Linked DNA regions of Podarcis muralis: region 1 is linked to region 2. The links are chromatin contacts, called in public Hi-C maps. All regions are on one chromosome and are shown on one strand. Each heading gives the region's core, a stretch centred on a gene start, on an enhancer-like site or on the middle of the called end of the contact. The rest is flanking DNA. Distances are from core to core; before and after follow the strand shown. Region 1 holds the start of OSR2 (odd-skipped related transciption factor 2). Region 2 holds the start of RGS22 (regulator of G protein signaling 22).

Region 1 (2,700 bases), core at 71-2,570, 510 kb before region 2:
CTTTCTCTCCTTCCCTGTCTCTCTCCTCTAGCTCTTAAGCAGCGCGATCTTGCTCAAAGTCCCGAGAGGTGGAGGGTGATGCGGGGTGTGTGTGTGTGTGTGTGCCTTTTAACGTCATTTCGCCATGTGGATTGTTTTATGTTTCAGGGAGCCGGTCCTGCACGGTTCCGTCTGGGGGGCATAATCAGCCCTCCGCGCTGCGCTCCGTGCCATTAATGAGTAGTTAACAAATATTCGTCTAAAACGCCGCTTGCATGCAGGGAAAAAGGAGCCCGACCGCAACTTAACCACGAACAGTAATGTGTTTCTATTTATCCAGGGGCTCAAGTTAAACAACCTGTGATTGGTCACTTGGGATAAGTAAAAACAACAACAACATAAAAAATCCCTCTTAAACTGAAAAGGAGGAAAAGTGGTAGCAAAAGCCCCCGAGGTCCCTATAATCTGCATGCATATGCTTCCAACAATTAAATGTATATAAAATATATTTTTATGTATATATATTTGGGGGAAACTTTCTCATCTAACAGAGGAAAAGCATTTCCGAATTATAGTCACTCGGGAAGTTTAAAAACTACCTTTCAAGATTTTCCTAGATGCCAGATATTTTTATTTATTTCGCCCGGGTAATGTTGGCGGTTCCTTGGGATTCACCTGTTTCGGGTAGAAGAAAATCGTTTGCTCACGAAAGCCAGGTTTTGAGAGAGGATTTCTTCAGCTGGGAGATGATGATGATGACACTAATACTTTGAAATGGCTATGACAAAGTGGCGCCCTATAATTTTGTTTTAAAAACACGATTCTCTCGGGAACCTTACAGTCTAACAAATTAAATAAAGAAGAGGCAAAGGAATTGGGGGGGGGAGAAAAGAGGGGAGGGAAAATAGAGGATTAGAGATAATTCAAGGAAGCCTTCTAAACTATCGCGTTCACATTGATCTGCTTCACACGAAGCAGGAAAAAACCGTTAATGGTCTGAAGGTATTACTCGGAGTGTATAGAGAACATATAGCCAGCATATTTAGTCCATGGAAACGGTGTGTTGGACACGTTCAACAGGGCTTAGCCTGAGAGACAGCTACCGAAGTTTCTGCAGTTGGAGTAGCCAGAAGCATTAAGGAAGGAAGATCTTGATTTATGCACTGATCGTGTTTTCTCAAAGGGGAAAAAGTCACCTTAGGTAACGTTGGGGGTGGGGAGGGAAAGTGTGTAGGGGGAGAGAGAAAGGAGCTCTGCCCCTTTAAAGCCAAGTTGCTATCCAAACAGAAGTAAACAGTGGTGGTGGAACAGGGAGGCGGGGCTTCGAGGGGCGGCCCTCGGAACGTTCGCAACCTCTCGGGCGTTCGGAGCGGGGCGTGGCTTCGAACGCTGGGGCGGCGAGCGTTCGAATTGCTGGGGCTCGGGGAGGGACTGCGGGCGGGGGCAGAGCCCGCGCCGCGGCGAGCGCTGAAATGCGATGGACCCGCGAGGGGGAGGTCCAGACTCGCGCCGAGCTCCGCCGGAGCCGAAGGCAGGACGGGGCTCCCGGGGAAGCTCTATGCCGGCACTTGACTCGCCGCCTCCCAGCCGCCGGAGGAGCCTGAAAGCCCGGGCCGGAGGCCTCCTGGAGCCGCCCCTCTGACTCCTCGGAAGCCGCCCCTCGGAACATGCCCGGAGCCCCCGGGACTCGACGGCTCCACTGAGCGAGCTCCTCTCCCGAGTGGATCTAATGACGCCGCCAAGGCACTTGCTGGCCTGAGGAGCGCCGGGAGGACGTGGGTCCGGGGACGAGGCGGAGGCCCCGTCGGAAGAAATTGGCAAGTGGGAGGTAGGTAGTAGAGTGACAGCTCCGGAATGGTCGCTCTGCTTGGGAACGGGGCACCTGCGGGTGGGAAGTGAGGGATCTGGGCAGGAAGGGGCTTTAGCGGGGCAGAACAGGGGGAGGACCCGATTCTAAGCTCCGCAGGGAACCCCAACCCGGAGAATTGCCCTCGGAACCGTCCAGGAACGGGCTTCCACAACAACCAGAACCTTCTTGCCCTTAGTAATGTGACTGTTAGGATCCTTTGCGCGTTTTACGTGGGAGTAAGGCTCGCTGAGCTCAGGGAGACTTCCTTCCGAGTAAGCGCGCGTGTAGAGCTCGGGCTGGCCGCAGAGGGCTTTGTCAGCCAGCTCGGTCTCCCGCCGAGGAGGAGCGAGCAGCTCCTCGCCTTTACTTTCGATTTGAATCCCGGCGGCTCACACCAGAACAGGGGCAGACCTGTCTCTCGGTGCACAGAGCCGGCTGTGTTCTGCGCGCTCCATAAAGCTCCGGGCAAGTGGAAGGGCCTCCAGACCCGCCCCCCCTCCTTAGAAAGTTCGCACTCCAAAGGCTTCCAGGAAAGCATTGCTCGTTCAACAAATCTTGGGCGAAAGATTTCCTTCCCTCCTCTTGATTTGTTCGAGATAGCCTTTGGGAACGCCGGAGCGGGACGGAGGTCTTGGTTTTGGCGAGGATAAGCAAATACAAATCCGTGGGATCTGGCAGGGATAGTTTCCCCCAACTTCAGCCGGCGTTTGCCTACCTGATAGCTGAGACCCTCGGCGGGCTCTTAGCCTTCTCCCACCAAGAGCGGCTATTTATTTCCCTCTGACATCCAAGCAAAAGCTCCTTTCAAGTCCTTAGCCGTCGGAAGCCCTTGAAAAAGCAAGGCAGAGCCAGCCAAAGATCACGCCGGGAAG
Region 2 (2,700 bases), core at 22-2,521:
ACCTATGGGCCACAACTTACAACATCCCTGAGCATTGGCCATGACAACTGAGACTGATGAGAGTGGGTAGAACAACACCTGTAGGGCCTTAGTAACTAGACTTTTCCTTGCACAGCCTCAGTATCTGACCCTGTGCAATAAGTCACTATCTGTACAACTCAGTTTACCATGTAGATTAGAAAATGAAGGCTACACACGCTAGCACTTGTAAATAAATATATGACTGTGCACCTTTATAAAAAGAAGATAGGCCTATGTTACCAAATTTGTGTACAACAATCCCAGAATTTGGGACACACAAAATCTACTGATTTCAGTAGATTTCAGCGCACCGCTCTGTGTTAAAGAGTGAACAGGGTATTTCCCCTGTGGAATAGTGTGGAGTCCATAAACACACTAATTGGACAATACATACAACCAAGTCCTCTGTCGTTTGTATGAGCTTTTGGAACATGAGAGCAGATTGCTCTTTCCACTTGAGCCTGCATGTTCACACGTGATGCATTCCAATCTAAAAAGCGCTTCTGAGCATCACTTGTGAACGTGCCCTTTAGGGCTCTGGGGCTTGGCTGGCTGACAATGTATTTTCCTTCCAGCGTTCATCATCCCTCTCCCTCCCACTGAAACATGAACTGTGACGGGATGAAAGCGGAGCACATCCGATCCTCTTCACTGTCTGCTATGCTCTCCGCCCGCAGTACATACCCGTGGTGAGCTTCTTCTCCCGCATGGTGAGGATGGGCGCACTGCCTCTGTATAGCTCGTGATCCCGCCTAAGCGCCTGAGCTAAAGCCTCATGGTCCTCAGGGGAGCCCGGGGAAATAACTTCAGCTGGGCCCGGGGCAAAGAGACTGCAGCGGGCCTAAGCCTGGGCACGCACGAATTGCTCGGCGTTTACAACTTGTCCTAGTTATTGCGCGCTATCACAGCCGAGCTGGGTTGCTATGGAGCTGCTGCAGACCGTGCACAGGGGAAACAAGGCTCCTTGACTCCATGAACAAACATTTGTCTTCTTGGGGGCGAAGGCTTTCTCTCGGCTTGGCTAGCCAGCCGGATAAAGCGAGGCGCGCGGAAGCAACGAGCACACAAGTGGTTTAACCTGGGGGAGAAAATCTCCCCGTCGGTGGACAGGCGACCGGTTCTTTCCAATACGCCTTGCCTTCACTTTCAGCCTCGAGGGGGCGCAGGGCCGCCCTGCCGGGTCTGCAAACGACAGCGCCCTCTCCAGTCCTAGCCCGTTAGGAAATAGCTTGATAGTCTCTCCCTCTCTCCCCCCCGCCCCCCCCAAAAAGCCCGCTGCGTTTAGACTGCTGCAAAGATTTGCGTTGGTGATAGGATCCTTCAGGTGTTGCCCACGCTGCTTGCAGCTCCCATCACCTGCAAGAGGAGGGGGTTGGTTCGCCGATATTGTGATGCATTTAACAACGCGTAATGCTGCCTTGGTGACGATTGTGCTGTGTAGAATTCTTATCTGCCCTTCCTGGCAAGCCTCCCCCCTCTCTCCTTTAAGCAAACAACTCTTTGGCATGACCCCCCCTCGGCTTCAAAATAACGTCGACCAGTCTGGCAGGGGCACGTACATTCCATTTCCATGGAGGAATTGCTCTTTGAACAGGCTTTTCTTAACTATCCTGGTGCAGATTCCAGCAGGTTTAGGGCTCAACAGGGGCAAAAGGTTTTCTCCATAACTTGAAGAGGCACGGCAAAATTTGAATGCAAAAAGGGTATATGGCCTTTAGTTGCCCCGGATTGACTGATTCAGTATAAATACCTCCAACAATTCAGCCTAGAACAGCTGAGATTCAAAATATTTCTGCAAAAGAAATGGTGCTGATGACATTTGTAATCAGAATTAATTTCTCTACATGTCATCAACTTTGAGAGTTAATTTGAAGGATTTCCAGGCTCCCCGCCCCCTTTAGAGATATGTGAAAATACGGATGATTTTAAAAGCTGATAGTTTAATCCTGCGGAAACTTACTTTGGGCTATGGAAAAGTGAGAGGTGAATCGTAAGTCGTATCAAAGGGTTCCACTGTCTCACTAAAGTATTAATTCTGAATCCCTTCTCCTGATTATGCCCTTATTCCTATCTCTGCTCATGGGCTGGCTGTCTGCCATTTATTTTCTTAATTCATGCAGTCTCCTTTGCGCCGAGAATAGTAGATTTGCTTCAAGTTAATTTTCATAGTGGCCATAATAGCCTGTAATTTATATTTATTTCTCCATATAAAACAGAAATTGAATGTCCAAGATCCCCGTGGATTTGTGCATGTTAACACTTTGGTAGTAAACAATAAAATCAGATTTTATTTTATTGTTAGTAGAGGCTGACAGTGCAATCCTTTCATGTTTGTTCAGAAGTAGCCCAACTCCATTCAAGGGGGCTTGCTCTCTCAGAGGAAAAAATAAGCCCTTCATCCAGTCTGGCATCCTTCTTGTCCACCCTTCTTCCATACCTGTGGGGGATCATGATGAAATTCATCAACATAAGTGAACAGTACTGAGCCTCTAAATGCCTCAAATCCCAGCTTCATATTCAAACAACCAGACAACTACAGTGGTACCTTGGGTTACATACACTTCAGGTTACATACGGTTCAGGTTACAGACTCCGCTAACCCAGAAATATTACCTCGGGCTAAGAACTTTGCTTCAGGATGAGAACAGAAGTCGCGCTCCAACAGCGCAGCAGCAGGAG

The links. Hi-C and Micro-C count contacts between places; a contact is called where the count stands out from the background.
Region 1: a Hi-C map of tail shows a contact between it and region 2, with 3 times the contacts expected there. The contact joins the promoter of OSR2 here to the promoter of RGS22 in region 2. A contact is called at or near these places in 2 of 3 Hi-C or Micro-C datasets (blood and tail).

Annotation. Positions count from the first base shown.
Region 1 is chr8:23,916,539-23,919,238 of rPodMur119.hap1.1, reverse strand. OSR2 (odd-skipped related transciption factor 2) reads left to right here and starts at 1,320. Exons shown (of 4, transcript XM_028736409.2): 1 at 1,320-1,807.
Region 2 is chr8:23,405,280-23,407,979 of rPodMur119.hap1.1, reverse strand. It overlaps RGS22 (regulator of G protein signaling 22), which reads right to left and starts at 1,271. Exons shown (of 28, transcript XM_028736399.2): 1 at 706-1,271. The coding sequence starts at 730. LOC144328676 (a long non-coding RNA gene) reads left to right here. Exons shown (of 3, transcript XR_013393873.1): 2 at 597-731.